Regions from separate parts of the Mus musculus genome. Here all the other regions are linked to region 5. Evidence: chromatin contacts called from public Hi-C, HiChIP or PLAC-seq, Micro-C and promoter capture Hi-C data. All regions are on one chromosome and are shown on one strand. The core of a region is the stretch at or near the end of the contact, and the rest is flanking DNA. Distances in the headings are between cores, read along the strand shown. Region 1 holds the start of Ube2z (ubiquitin-conjugating enzyme E2Z). Region 2 has its middle 9.3 kb from the start of Hils1. Region 3 holds the start of Ppp1r9b (protein phosphatase 1, regulatory subunit 9B). Region 4 holds the start of Col1a1 (collagen, type I, alpha 1). Region 5 holds the start of Nxph3 (neurexophilin 3).

Region 1 (2,700 bases), core at 87-2,586, 550 kb before region 5:
TATTCACTATTCCCAGACCCCCGCCCCCAGACCATTTGAGAAAACGCACAAATGTCCAGAACGCAGGCTCTTCACTTGTTGGTTTTTGTGTTTTGAGACAGGGTGTCCCTTTGTTGCCCAGATTGCCTTGAACTCAATTTGTGGCCTCAACTATTTATGTACGATAGTTCCCTCATCATTCCTCAACCTCTCTAGTGCTTAGCTTACGAGCTGTGCCACCACAGGAGCCAGGCTTCTTCGGGAGGAAAAGAAGAAGAAAAAAAAAAAAAAACAAGATCCAAAGTGAGGCTCTGGCTGTTTGTTCTAGAATGAATCTTCATAAATGTACTAAAGTTAATATGAATATTTCATTGGGTGTGGTGGCTTATGCCGGTCATCTCAGCACTAAGAAGGCTGAGGTAAGCAGCTACATATTGGAAACCTTGTCTCAAAAACTATTCATACACTTTGCTATAGAGTATCAATGTGTTTGTTTCGGATGTTGTCTCAGACCAGCTGAAAGGGTTGTGTAAATTCTCAGTCATGCGGTACCTCTGGTTTTCCTACAGTTAGCAAACACACACACAGACTCATATTCCTGTCAGTAGAACAAGGTTAAGGTCTTTTCCCCTTAGTCAGAGTTAATTTTCGTATTACAAATCTCAATATAGTTCTAAGAAATTGAGAATTTCAAACCCGTAACTCCAGGATTAGCGGGTAGAAAAGGTACTGAGCTTGGAATCAAGCCTGATGCTTGACTTCTACCAAGCTGTCAACTTCTGTGTCATTATCTCCAGGGCAATGCCTAGCAACAGCTCCTGGCCTTTAGTATGCCCTTCATAAATAAATATCGAATAAACTCAAATGAGGTGGTCTTTTATTCGCACGTTCTGATTCCGTTCTTCCTCTTAGTCCATCCGCAGTCAGGCGACAATAGTAGTCGATGGGGGAGAAGACCAGACATGATACAGCACAGAGCCGTAGGGATGTGAAGGGCCCTAAACTACTCAAGCTCTTCTTTCGATTGCCCTACAGGGAAGGTGGACCTTAGTCCTACCCTAGGATTGAACATCGATGGTCCCTCCCTTTAAAAGAGAAGCTGTGGGTCTCTCCATCTTCTTTGAACTGTCTTCTCCGACATCAACTCTCCCAACATAAAACCTTTAACCATGGAAGGCTACCAGCATCTCCAGCGGGGCGCAGAATCTGCGCTGGCCTGGAGCGCCAGCTAGTCCGCTAGCCCCCGCCCCCCGCTCTGGAGGACCGTGGGTGGACGCTCTGGCAGCACGCCTCTCGCTGGTCCGGGCGGAGGTGGGCGGAGCCAGCGCCACCCGGGCTGGGGAAGCCGAGGGTGGGGACACTCTGGCCCGGCTCTCGGTGGTGCGGGAGCAGCGGCCGCTCTGGTCGGCGGACGTGCTGCTGAGCAGTCCCGGAAGCGAAGCAGCGATGGCGGAGAGTCCGACTGAGGAGGCGGCGACGGCGACGGCTGGCGCCGGGGCGGCGGGCCCAGGGTCGAGTGGTGTTGCCGGTGTGGTCGGCGTTAGCGGGAGCGGCGGCGGGTTCGGGCCGCCTTTTCTGCCGGATGTGTGGGCGGCGGCGGCGGCGGCGGGCGGGGCCGGGGGACCGGGGAGCGGCCTGGCTCCGCTGCCAGGACTCCCGCCCTCGGCCGCTGCCCACGGGGCCGCGCTGCTTAGCCATTGGGACCCCACGCTCAGCTCGGACTGGGACGGCGAGCGAACCGCGCCACAGTGTCTACTTCGGATTAAGCGGTGAGCCGGGGGTTTTTCCTCCCTCACCCCGGAGCTCCAGGGCTCGACCTTCCCCGCCCCCCACCTTTCCCCATCGGGGCTCTCTCCCGCCTCACGTCTTCCAGGCCCAAACCCTGCGGGCCTCTCTACTGACGGGGGCCTTAAGTGTCGCCCTTTCCCTCCCTCCCGCCCTCTCAGCGCCCGGCCCTACAGCCCAAACAGATCCGCGATTGCCCTCGGGCCTACCCCGCCCCTTAGCGACCTCCGGTGAGCCCTGCAGCTCCGTTCCGGATGCCTTATCCCTACCCCCTCCCGTTCACCCGAAACCTGACCCTTTTGCTCTTCTGTAACGCTCGGTCCCGCCCTTCGCACTTCCCCTCTAACCTACCCCACCAGCTTACCTAAAGGCTGCCCTCAGGCCCCACCCATCAGTTCTCCATCTCTTCTGGAGTCCCCGCTTGGAACATCCTCTACCTGCATTGCCCAGTTGCAGACTCGAGTCAGTCTTCCTTTTTACCTTTCCTTACCTCGTTTCCCCACCATATGGCCCTTTCCACGGGTCTAGAGAGCCTCCCTGACTTTCCAGATCATTTCTTGAACCCCCTTTCCAATCACCCCAAAACTGTCCCTCACACCTGTCCCTGAAACTCTGCGTTCCTACCATCTCTCACTATCACTCTGGATTGTAACATCTTAGTCAAGAACTTTTTTCCTATTATTTACCCCCAAGGTTGTCTGGTTTACTTTTGTAAAGCAGATGTACTCCCTTCAAATACAGGAACAAAAGGCCTAGGGCCTGTCTGTGCTTGTGTCTTGGGTGACCGATCTTAGATCGTATCACTTCATAGATAAATATGTTTTGCAAAAGTGCTCACTTAGTATGGTACCAATTGCATGGCAAAAGATAAGACTGTTGAGCTATTAATTTTGAAACTTGTTTCCTGGTGACCAGACTTAGTCTTTTCATCTTAGC
Region 2 (2,700 bases), core at 201-2,700, 560 kb after region 5:
AGGGTTTCACAACTTCCTTTAGATCTCTGCTCTAAAACATATCCCCAGATTTGACCTTCCCTGTCCCTTCTGCTCCTGTGCTTTTCAGAGTCCCTTCAAAAGTCCTCTTGGCTCTCCGATAGGAGATGCTGTCTGGGCTCATGGGTTATAGGTCTTCTGAGCTGTTGAGATGGCTCAGCCCTTAAAGGCTAAGCTCACAACTGAAACAGCAAGTCTTCTGCCAGCACTAGATTCAGGATTCTGCCTACCCTCTCTCTAATAGCCCACCCCACACCTACCCCTTAAGGTTCAACACAGCTCCTGCACACAGAAGATGGCAGGCAAGGCTGTTTGGAGGGAATACCTGAGGGATAGTTGTCTGTGTGTCTGCTCAGAGTTATTTTTGTTTGCTTGTTTTAATTTATTTGTTTTTATTTTATGTGCACTGCTGCTTTGCCTGCATGTCTGTGTGTGGCTGTTAGGTGCCCTGGAACTGGAGTTACTGAAAGTTGTGATCTGCCATGTGGGTGCTGGGAATCGAACCTGGGTCCTCTGGAAGAACCAGTGCTCTTAATGGCTAAACCATCTCTCTAGATCCAATTTTTTGTTTGTTTGTTTGTTTGTTTGTTTGTTTGTTTTTAGTTTTTATGTGTATGGGTGTTTGGTCTGCATGTATGTCCTGTAGAGGCCAAAAGAAGTGCCAGATCCTCTGGGATTGGAGTTACAAACAGCTGTGAGCTGCCTTGGGGGTGCCTGGAATTGAACCCGGGCCCTCTAGAAGAGCAGCCTTTTAAGTGCTATCTTAACGGCTGGTTAAGTACAGTAACAGGAAAGGGGGGTGTGGAGTGTAGAATAGGGATGCAATCTGGAACTGACTTTGAACAATCAGTTGAGATAACTCACTATCTTCAGATCAACCTGCTCAGAGCTCTGAGGGAGGCTGCACTTCCTCTGTGGTCAAAAGTAAGTCTTTACCACTATCATCTGTACCCCATTCTGCCTATTCTGGGTACTGGAAGCCCATTAGCTGCTTAATTATGGAACTGGGTAAGCGCTGACAGAGGCTGGCAGGGTGGGGCGGGAGGTGGGGTGCTGGCAAGGTAATGGCTGGAGGGATGGGCTCTTTGCAGAACAAACAGATGCCTCTGGCTTCTCATTGGCTACTTCCTCCTCCCCTTCCCTCCTCCCCCTCCCCCACAGGTCTTTCAGCTGATGGGCAGGCATAGCTCTAGCTCAGTGTCACAGTCCTGGGGCATAGGCTAGCTTCAACTGGATCCCTGCACCCTTAAGGTGGGGGCTGCTGGCTCCCCTCTCACCTCTGTCTGGTCCCCTGCATGTCCTTCCTGGTCGAGGGCGGGAGAATAAGAAGTCAGCTCCTCCCTCCCTCCCTCTGCTTCCTGGCCTTGCCTTGGGCTCTTGGCAGCCTCTACCTCCCAACTCAGTTCCAAAGAGCACACAGGAGCCGGCTTGGCTGCCTTCCTGAAAGGAAGTGGCCCAGACAAGTAGCCGGGAGGATGGCGTGACTACAGAAGACACTGAGCCCTGCCTGGGCATCCACATGTGAACGCCCAGATGACCAGCAGCACAGAGGGAGGACACAGACATACTCACTGGGCAGAAGCCTCTCCTGGAAGAGTAATCAGGATGGCTTCCTACAGTCCCTCACAGAGTAGGCAGCTGTTTCCAGCCCCCACCTTCTGTGGTGTCACCCCGCACTCACTCCACCCTACTTTTAGTCCAGATGATGGCCCTGATTATTGGCTTGATGAGCGGCCTCCACCTTCACTCTAAATACAGACTATGCATGCGCATGCGCAGCCGGACCCTGCAGCCATTTCCGCACCACTCCCTATGGTCCAGTCTCTTCAATACAGAGGCCACCTACTTCGGGCCTCAATCACTAAGGCCACACCTCTCCAGGCAGGGTCCAAACATGGTTCTGGCACACTGTATCGACCTCAACAGTTAGTTTGCTCCCAAACGGAGTCATTCCTACTTCAGGGCTGAAGTGAGAACCCATGAAGGTAGGCATGCCAATACTTCCTAGACACCGCATTATCCCGGGTACCACACAGCCTCCTCAGGCGAGAGGGGTGTGGGTCTCTCTGACCTGTCAGATCCTGACCAATGGGCTCTGCTTCCCCTAATGCCTCAAGAAATTTTTGTTTTTCCTTCTGAATGGAAAGGAATGATAAAGTTTGCACTCCTTAAATGCAAGGACGCTGTTGGTCACGAGTGAACACCAGAACTACATACAGCTAGTTCGAACTGAGATGTGTATAGTTTTTTGTTTGTTTGTTTGTTTGGTTTGGTTTTTCGAGACAGGGTTTCTCTGTGTAGCCCTGGCTGTCCTGGAACTCACTCTGTAGACCAGGCTGGCCTCAAACTCTGAAATCCGCCTGCCTCTGCCTCCCAAGTGCTGGGATTAAAGGCTTGCGCCACCACTGCCCGGCAATGTGTATGGTTTTAATGGTTGAGATTGTATTAGGTTAAATAAGATATGAAACTAGTTTCACCTCACTTTTTATTTTTATTTATTTATTTATTTATTTTGACATAGAGTCTCATGTAACCCAGGCTTTGATCCGGTCTCCATCTTTTCTGTGGCATAGAGATTGAACGCAAAGCATTGTGCATACTAGGAATCACTGTACCAGCGGAGCTACACTGCAGCTCATCTCCCCCCAACCCCCTTTCTAAACATGGATGCTAGAAAATAAA
Region 3 (2,700 bases), core at 39-2,538, 520 kb after region 5:
TCACTTCCCCGGGAGCCGACTCGGCCTCAGACTCCCCACTTTCTTCAACCTCCACCGGCTTGATCTTGCGCACCTCCCGCGGCTTAGGCGGAGGTCGGGCAGGGGCCACCCGGTGCTGTGGGGGCTGCTGCCCTCCGGGGCCACGCTCCTTCTCGGTCGCGCCATCCCCCGACGGGGCGGGAGGCGGCGGCGGTGGCTGGAACACCCGGGACCGCTTAGTGACCAGCTTCGAGTTGACCTGGGGCGCCCCGGCTGCCCGAGGGGGGCCGGGTGCACGGTGAAGGCCGGTCCTCGAGTCGGCTTTCTCGAAGACCGCACTGAGCTGGCTGACCGTCGGCGACACGGCGTCAGCATCCAGCTTGTCCAGCGCCTCGGTGCTGCCGTTAAAGCGCACCACGACGTCCAGCTTCCGGTCCTGCAGGCCGGCGCGCTCCTGCCTCAGCAGCCGCCGCGCCACGGCCTCCTTGTCGCCACCCGAGGCCGCGGGGACGCTCCGTTCGAACAGCTTCCGCGTCTCCTGCAGCCGGGACGGCGGGTGCGGCGGAGGAGCGGGCTGCGCCGAGGGCGCGGGCTTGGAGTCGAAGCGGCTCACGCGCTCCGACACACTGGTGCCCAGCTTGAGCAGGGCACTGTGGTCTACGTTCTCGTTCAGGCTGCTGGCCCGCGGCAGGGACAGGCGCACCCCGCGATCGGACGCCCGTGGGGCCTCGGCCATGCCTGCGCCTCCGCCTGCCTCACCCGGCGGCCCCGCGGTGGTGCCCATCTGCAGGAACATACTTTTGATGCGGTGGACGTTGGAGCCATATTTCTTATGGTGGGCCGCCTTGGGTGCCTCGTCGGGCCCGGGTGCATCGGGAGGCTTTAGTGCCTGGATGCCCGCTTCGTAGGCGCTGCGGTGCGGGGAGGCGCTCCGGAGGGGACCCCCGGGCCCCCGAGGCTCCGTCTTCATCATGGTTGGGGGAGCCGGGTTCGCATCCCCCTGCTCCCCGCTGCCCCCCTCCAGCAGGCGGCTGGCCAAGTCGGGACCACCGCCCCCTCCCCCCAAAGAAAGAAATCCCGAAAGGCCTTCTATAGAGTCCCCCAGAAACCAAGCTGCCAAAAAACAGTTAACCCTGCTTTAAAAAAAAAAAATCTCCGAGCGCCCTGTGTGGGTCGCCTCCCCCAACCAAGCTGCCAAAGACAGCCAGCCCCCTTCGAAAGCTCTAGCGGCCTGGTGCGGTCGCCCCCACCCAAATTGAAGAAGCGGAGGCTGGCTGGAGCTGCTGGGACCGCGCGCCCAGCCCGCGAAGCAGCGGCCACGGCACCGGCTCACATCCTCCGAGGCGGTGTCAGCGGCGCTGGCGGCGCAGGCGCCCCCTACTCCGGCCGGGGGCCTTGGCTCTCGGGGTGCCCGGCATCCCCGCGCCCGTGGCTGCTCCGCTGACCCGGGCCGCTCCGCCGCGCCTCCCTCCCTCCCTCCCTCCCCCCCGCGCCCCGAGCCTCGGTCTTTCTCTAGCTCTGCCCGAACCGCGGCTGCCGGAGACCGAGCGGCTGCCCTTCTCGCCGCCGCCGCTGGGGGACTGGTACCACTGGGTCCTAAAGGGATCGGATTTCCGGGGCCGGAGCCTGTGAGCCCTCCCCTTCCCTTCCACCCTGTCGCCTGGTCTCTCCTACTCATAGTTGGCGGACAGCCTTCCGCAGCTTCACCGACCTTGGCTATTCTTCTTCAGCCCTCCCATCCCAAACTCGGCTTTTCACAATCCACTTAGGCGTCCCCTCATTTAACCCTGGGGGCGGGGAGCCATCCAGCCACAGCAGGAACTGGCCTTCTCCTCCCACAAAGTGAAGGGGTTCTGTGGGGAGGGCCCTTAATCATTTCTCTAAAGGTCCTTAGAGTGTTCAGGGGTACCAGCAACAAAACTTTTGGGTGCTAGATCAAAGTACATAATTTCTAGCTCCTTCCCAAAGGTGAAGGGGAATCTCAGAGGCGGAACCTGGGATTCTTCATTTTAACAATTCCCCATAGGAATTTTTTTTTTTTCATCTTTCAGAATGTAAAACTTGGGCCCAGCAATCTTTGTGGTGCTCTGTCCGGAGGAGAAATGAAGAAAGGGACAGGGTTGGGGGTTACATCACCCATATGGCAGGAGATTACCAAAGATGCTTTTTTGCCTTGGGAAGTCTTAAAATGACGTTGTTCACCTACCCCTTTGGGGAGAGGTATAGAATCCTGGCCTTCATAACCTGCCAGAAAAGATCTCTGAAACAGGAAGGTTTGTAAGGTGTTGGGGGAGGTTGGAAGGAATGATTCTAGAGTCCCAGGGCTAAAGTTTCCCTATTGAGAGTTCTACGTTGGGTCTCAGACTTAGAGGATTCTGGTCACTTGTGTGCAAGCGTGTTTGTGTGTGTGTGTACCCTACAAATCCCACCTTGAAAACTCAGCTTCTTTAGAGCTCCTTCATTCCTCACATACACAACAAGGGGCCTTGTTATGCCCGTTATCCTTCCCCAATCTAGCAGTGAGGATCCGTCCAATATTCAGTCAGGTCTAGATGTGTAGCTCCTCCAGTCGTTGGTAGATTCCCAGGAACTGAACAGGGTGGACACTAGGACCCAGAAAACAACTCAGGCACAAAGCCTCCCCCCTCTCCCCAGCTGCTTCCTGCATCTCAGGCCTTCCTGCGGCCTCTGCCTCCTCCCCCGCCCTCTTCCCCTCCATCC
Region 4 (2,700 bases), core at 10-2,509, 580 kb after region 5:
GGAAATTCAGCCCTGGTCCCACCTCCTTTCCCGGGGCAGGTGGGGCGGAATGGGCGGGGCTACAATGTGGAGGGGCTGATTTCAGTGGAGCCCTGTCCAGTGTAGTAAAATGTATCCCTAAAGTTAGATACATCCCAATTTCCAGCTCCCAGGAATCTTGAAAACTTGCTAACTAGACAAGCCGGGTCCTTCAAAGCCAGTAGTGCTTTGGAATCTCCTTAGCCAAAGAAGTCAAGTCTACAAATAGTAATGATGAGTTAACCACGCCCACCGCTCCAGGACCTGATCAAGGCAACCACTAGGTGGCGGGCAAAACTAAGCAATGCAGGGGCGGACCGACTTTTACTCGGCCTGGGTCACTTCTTTCAAAGACCAGAGCTACCCCATCCATCCCTGCTTTTATTTTCCTAGTCTGGAGATGAGGGTCCGCAATAACCCAGGTTTTCCTTCTCAGCCTGTGCGCTGTAAAGTGCTGTACCAGGACTCGTAGTGCTCTCGGCTGGCCAGCAGGAGGCACAGGGACCGCGCCCAGTCAAGTCCTAGCCAAACTTTCTCATCCAGCAACCCGCCCTCTCCGTGCGTCCCCTCCCCCCCCCCCGAGAGCCCAGCACCCCGGAGGCCCCAGCAACACTGTCTAGCCTGCAGAGAGGGCAAACAATCTTTCCTTATGAATCATCCCGCAGCCTTTTTGATAGCTTTTACATCTTGAGCTCCGAATCTCTATTCCAGAGGCCTTATTTCATTTTCGACGTACTCTGCCCCAACCCGTGTCCAGATTCCCACTTTTCCTGTTGTGCTACAGATGGGTGCTTGAAATTTCTTCCTGGGCCATCTCATGCAAGGCTCCACTTCTGAGAACTGCTCCCCCTCATCTGCTCAACAGGGTGACCTCTCTCATCCCGTTTCCTCTCCATCACCGTCCCATCCCTGCCTCTGGAGCAGCCCTGCACCTCCATTTAAGTCTTATCTGCTAGGACCCCTCTATACAGAACGCAATACCAAGAAGCTGTAGTAAACTCCCCAGAGTTTGGAACTTACTGTCTTCTTGGCCATGCGTCAGGAGGGCAGTGGCCCCTAAGAGGAGCAGGAGCCGGAGGTCCACAAAGCTGAACATGTCTAGACCCTAGACATGTAGACTCTTTGCGGCTGGGGTGGGGGGTTAGCTTCGGCTCATGCGTGGCCTCACTCCGCGTGCCTCCTGCTCCGTCCCGAGGAGAAACTCCCGTCTGCTCCGACGACTGGCCTGGGCCCCTTTTATACCATCTTGATGGAGAGCTGGGAGGAACCCTGCCTCTCGGAGAGGGGGAGCCAGCAGCCCGGCCCCCAGCCAATCAGAACTGCCTGGCCCGGCCCCCAATTTGGAACGAAGAGGGGGGAGGAGGGAAAGGAAGGGAAAGGAGTCCACCCAGCGCCCCCCCTCCCGCAACTCTGCCGCCCTTGCCCCCCAGATCTACATGGGCCAGAGGTGCTGTCACTGGAGTGTGGCTGGGCCCTCAGTATACTGAGTGTGGGTAGAGAATACCCCTTGTACTTTCTTTCTGGGACTTCAAATCAGAAGGATGTAGAACTGAGAATCTGAGTTGGGAAACACTACAAAGGGATCAGTGTCAGGAATAATTGGGAAAAGGTCCTCCTGGCCATGCCTAGTAATCTTTCAGGCATCCTGGGGAAGAACTAAGGAATAAGTTAGATTAATCTGATTAGAACCTATCAGCTAAGCAGATGTGCCTGTTGGAGGGAGGGGATCACCTCATGGTGTGGACCCAGGAATGGAGGGTAGGAATATTTGTGAACAGTTATACATCTCTTCACAGATACTAAGAGTCAGATATGTGGTGGTTTGAAAGGAAGGGGGTGCCTATCTGTTCTGCCATGCCAGACACACCTTTCTAATAAATAACAGCTCTGAGGCTGAGGCTTGGGGAGACCTTTGACATCCTTGTCCTTCCAGAAGAATGCTTATGCATTAAGTGATGAGCAGCAGTGTGGGCAGGGGGCTTTCTGGGTCCTCAAAGCTGGGGCCTGGGGCATGTTGTATAAATTCTTCTCTGACCTCCTCCATCCCAGCACTGGGATGTGAGTTTGTTGCAGGAAGCCTGTGACCAGGGATGTTTTAGAAAAAGGTCTTGTGTCAGCTGTGGCCACAGCCAGAGATTTGTTAGAGGCCCTCTTATGTAGCAATATCAATGCAGAATGAACAGGTAGAAGGTACTTGGCCATAGAGGGGTGTTCTCAAAGCTACAGAGAGCCCTCTTTTCTAATTGTACTTGGATGTGGTCTGGGGACACCTAGGTGAACTCAGTGTGTGGCAGAAACTTGTGTTTGGTAGCTGAGGGACTTTATTTAATGGTTTCTTCCCATGTCCTCACTTCTTTGCTGAAAATCTTGGCCATTGCTCCCCACCTCTGCCGTCAGGAAAGGGTCATCTGTAGTCCCCCAAGAACAGCAGCTTATATTTAAAGTTGTCGCTAAAAGACAGTGTCCGTTCTTCCCCGGTGCTCCCTGCACCCTGCAAAGGTGCTCTGTCCAATCTGCTTAGGAACTTCATCTTGTCAAACTGTGTGGGTGGTGTGGGAAGGCACTGGGGTCTCCTTGCAGGGCCCATAGACATCCTGTATCACTTCCCCCACCGGCTTCTTTAGAGCTGTAAACGTGGAAGCAGGGAGTCCCGCCTCCTCCAAACCATCCAAGATTCCATTG
Region 5 (2,700 bases), core at 45-2,544:
ACTGCAAAGAGCCCGAAAGGCCCAGGGCACCCAGGAGACAGGGGGCTCATCCAAGCTACCTCCTTCTGCAGTCTCTCCCTCTTTGCACTTGGCCCAGGCTGATATTAAGATTCATCTGCATTCCTCGCACAACGCCTGGCAGATGGTGGGGGAGGAGGCTGGGTGTGAGCTGGGGGCTGCAGCCAGGGACCACACTGGATCTCAGAGGGCCACAGAAGAGAGTGTGGAGAGCTTCCGGTAGACCCAGTGTAGGCTGGGGCCACTCCAAATGCCTCCATGCGGGTCCTAGGATTCGACCTTTTGTTTTTCTAAAGACCAAAGGAGTTGTAAAGAGCTCAGAAGGATGTCTAGCCATTGAGGGCAGGAGGGTGGTCCTGACCCTTTGGGATCTCTTGTCTAGGTCTTAATCTTTCTTGTCTTGGTGATTTGAAGAGAACAGAGCAACCTAGGACCCCACTGGGGTGGGGCCCTTTTCCGCCTGGTGACACCTGTGCCGTGGGAAATGGGTAGGGAAGAACATGCTCTGAGAGGCCTGTTCACGCCATTTATGCCTCTATTTCTCAGGAGGCAAACCCTTACCCCAACCTCAGAACCCAGCCTGGACCCTAGTGGTCTCTTCAGCCCAGCGCCTCAACCAAATGCTTCGTACTGATTGCTCTTAGGTCGTCTAAGAAGAAAAGGAACGAATGTGCTAGGAAAAAGGGTGCGAGCTAGACACTTAGAAGAACTTCCCTTAGCACCCTCATCAAGTCTTGCAGGAACCATCAGCTGTGATCCGCTGTAAATATCCTTGAGCCCTTAAAAATGGATTTAGGGAGAGTCGTCTTTCCAAATTCTAGGACTCCTAGGGTGGAGGTAGGTAGAGCGACAGATTCCCGTGTGCCCGCTACAGAAAAGAAGGCGCGCTGCCAGAAGGGCGGAAAAGCTGGTGTCCCCATCCGCGGTCTTCCAGCCTCTTGCCTCCTCACCCAGAGCTCCTCCGCCCTCCTCCTGTCCCCTACGCTGGAAATTGGGCGTCCCAGGTCCCCAGGCTGCTGGCCGGCAGGGGAGGAGTTAAATCCGGAGGTACCGACTGGGCTCACCGTACCTGCCGCCGCCGCCGCCGCCAGTGGGAGGGACGAGGAAGCGGGAGGCGCCTGGGCGCCAGGAGCGCTCCAGTCTGGCGGGGCGCAGAGCGGGGAGCGGGCGGCCGCGGCTCGGCGTGGCCCGGGGCGTCCGCCAGGGGGCGCGCCACGACGGGGCGGGAGGGGCCGTCTGGTCTGGGGAATTAGCACCGGGGACGGGCGCGCGCGCAGGTCCCCAGCACATCTGGGTGAGAGCCGAGCCTCTGGAAACAAGCCGGGCGCCGAGCGCCTGTCTGGAGCGGCAGAGTCACCGCTCAGCCGGAGCCCCTTCGAGACGCTCCGGGCGCACATCTGGGACTGGGAGAAGGGACCGCGCGGCGAGCAGCTGGACTCGGGGAGGGGGCGGCGGCTGCACAGCTGGACCGAAGGGGGCGGGGTCGGTCCCAGCAACTGGCTGAGGGGAGGGCCGCGAGCCACCGGGGACCGGAGCATGGGACAGCGCGCCTGAAGGAGCAGTCCGGGACGGAGGGGGCCTGGGACCCCGAAAGGAAAAGAGAGACGGGTGAGAGCAAAGGAGGAAGATGCAACTGACCCGTTGCTGCTTCGTGTTCCTAGTGCAGGGCAGCCTCTATCTGGTGAGTGGTCCGCGGGGAGCGGCGCAGGGCGGGGGCCAGGGGATGGGGAGAGCGCGGGAAGCTGCGGAGCCCTGAAACTTTCTCCCTCCCCCCACCCCGGCATCCTGGGGATGCGGTGAACGCTGGAGGCTAGGGGAGAGGGCGGGTCCGAGGCCAGAGGCCGGACTGGAAGGGTTAATAGGGGCGGGGAGGAGGGTGCTTGGATGGCCCACCCACTCCGCGGCTGATCGCGGGAGGTGCGAGTGACACTAGGGAAAAGGCCCCCCAAGCTGAGTAGCCAAGGATTACCCGACCTCTCGTAGCAGCATCCCAGGACGCGCGAAACGGGGGTGGGGCAGGTGACCTGCCCGGCCAGGGGACGCGGTATTCTTCTTTGACCTCTGGGGCCCAGAGAATCCCGAACTGTGGGCCCTGGCGCGCCAAACCCGGGCGGACCGGGGGCAGCCCCCGCGTCCCTGCCTCCCGCCGTCCCTCTCGCTCCCTCCCTCCTCGCCTGTTGTTTTCCTCGCCTCTCCCGGCAGCGCGCAGCCCGAGCCCCACAGGACCTGGGCAGGCGGCTCCCGCCCCAGGCGCTCAAAGCAGCTGAGCTGAGCGCCCAGACCCCGCTCCCCCGCGGCCCAGGGTGCCTTGGAACCCCACCCTGGACCCTACCCTGTAGCTTAACTCTCTCGCGACCCGCGCCCACCGCCCCACATCTGTCCCGACCCTAATCCTGTCCTGGAGAAGCCTCCGCCTCGGCGCCACTGGAACGGCCCCCTTCCTCAAAACAATTCCCATTGACAGCAACCCTTCCATTCCTAGTCCACTCTAGGACTAGGGAGGATGTCTTCCCTGCTTGGCCCTTTCCTGTGGCCCTCTTTACTACTGAGCTATTGACTGTCTCAACCATTTAGTTAAACCCTAGAGCCAAGTACGCACAGGTGGGCAGCCTTAAACCCAAACCCAGGAGCCTTCCTTCTTGACTCCTGACCCTGGGGCACTGGGGACTTGGGAGGCAGGAG

The links. Promoter capture Hi-C pulls out the DNA fragments that hold promoters and counts their contacts. Hi-C and Micro-C count contacts between places; a contact is called where the count stands out from the background. HiChIP or PLAC-seq counts read pairs in DNA pulled down with a chosen protein or histone mark.
Region 1: a contact with region 5 is called in a FOXA1 HiChIP or PLAC-seq map of pancreatic cancer cells. The contact joins the promoter of Ube2z here to the promoter of Nxph3 in region 5. A contact is called at or near these places in 2 of 115 datasets of contacts at active chromatin or transcription factors (bone marrow-derived macrophages and pancreatic cancer cells).
Region 2: a Hi-C map of the G1E-ER4 cell line shows a contact between it and region 5, with 2.8 times the contacts expected there. The contact joins the enhancer-like site here to the promoter of Nxph3 in region 5. A contact is called at or near these places in 1 of 39 promoter capture datasets (stem cell-derived epiblast-like cells), 9 of 484 Hi-C or Micro-C datasets (the G1E-ER4 cell line, the P5424 cell line, cardiomyocytes and 4 more) and 2 of 115 datasets of contacts at active chromatin or transcription factors (embryonic stem cells and pancreatic cancer cells).
Region 3: a contact with region 5 is called in a Micro-C map of embryonic stem cells, with 3 times the contacts expected there. The contact joins the promoter of Ppp1r9b here to the promoter of Nxph3 in region 5. A contact is called at or near these places in 3 of 39 promoter capture datasets (hippocampal neurons, liver and pre-B cells), 6 of 484 Hi-C or Micro-C datasets (cerebellum, embryonic fibroblasts and embryonic stem cells) and 5 of 115 datasets of contacts at active chromatin or transcription factors (bone marrow-derived dendritic cells, bone marrow-derived macrophages, embryonic forebrain and 1 more).
Region 4: a promoter capture Hi-C map of pre-B cells shows a contact between it and region 5, with 4 times the contacts expected there. The contact joins the promoter of Col1a1 here to the promoter of Nxph3 in region 5. A contact is called at or near these places in 5 of 39 promoter capture datasets (HPC-7-derived erythroid cells, hippocampal neurons, liver and 2 more), 12 of 484 Hi-C or Micro-C datasets (the G1E-ER4 cell line, the N1E-115 cell line, cardiomyocytes and 5 more) and 2 of 9 other capture datasets (adipose tissue and liver).

What each region holds. Positions count from the first base shown.
Region 1 is chr11:96,064,000-96,066,699 of GRCm38.p6, reverse strand. Ube2z (ubiquitin-conjugating enzyme E2Z) reads left to right here and starts at 1,336. Exons shown (of 7, transcript NM_172300.3): 1 at 1,336-1,748. The coding sequence starts at 1,426.
Region 2 is chr11:94,956,976-94,959,675 of GRCm38.p6, reverse strand. No RefSeq gene overlaps it. Among named protein-coding and RNA genes, the nearest start is that of Hils1, 9.3 kb to the left of the region's middle. Within about 2 kb of position 1,450, at least 138 of the 459 cell types and tissues checked have an H3K27ac peak or open chromatin away from gene starts, as enhancers often do. A contact at or near this core is called in the G1E-ER4 cell line, cardiomyocytes, cerebellum and 2 more, where this site is marked.
Region 3 is chr11:94,989,800-94,992,499 of GRCm38.p6, reverse strand. It overlaps Ppp1r9b (protein phosphatase 1, regulatory subunit 9B), which reads right to left and starts at 1,288. Exons shown (of 10, transcript NM_172261.3): 1 at 1-1,288. The coding sequence starts at 952.
Region 4 is chr11:94,934,783-94,937,482 of GRCm38.p6, reverse strand. It overlaps Col1a1 (collagen, type I, alpha 1), which reads right to left and starts at 1,259. Exons shown (of 51, transcript NM_007742.4): 1 at 1,039-1,259. The coding sequence starts at 1,114.
Region 5 is chr11:95,513,159-95,515,858 of GRCm38.p6, reverse strand. Nxph3 (neurexophilin 3) reads left to right here and starts at 1,294. Exons shown (of 2, transcript NM_130858.3): 1 at 1,294-1,699. The coding sequence starts at 1,646.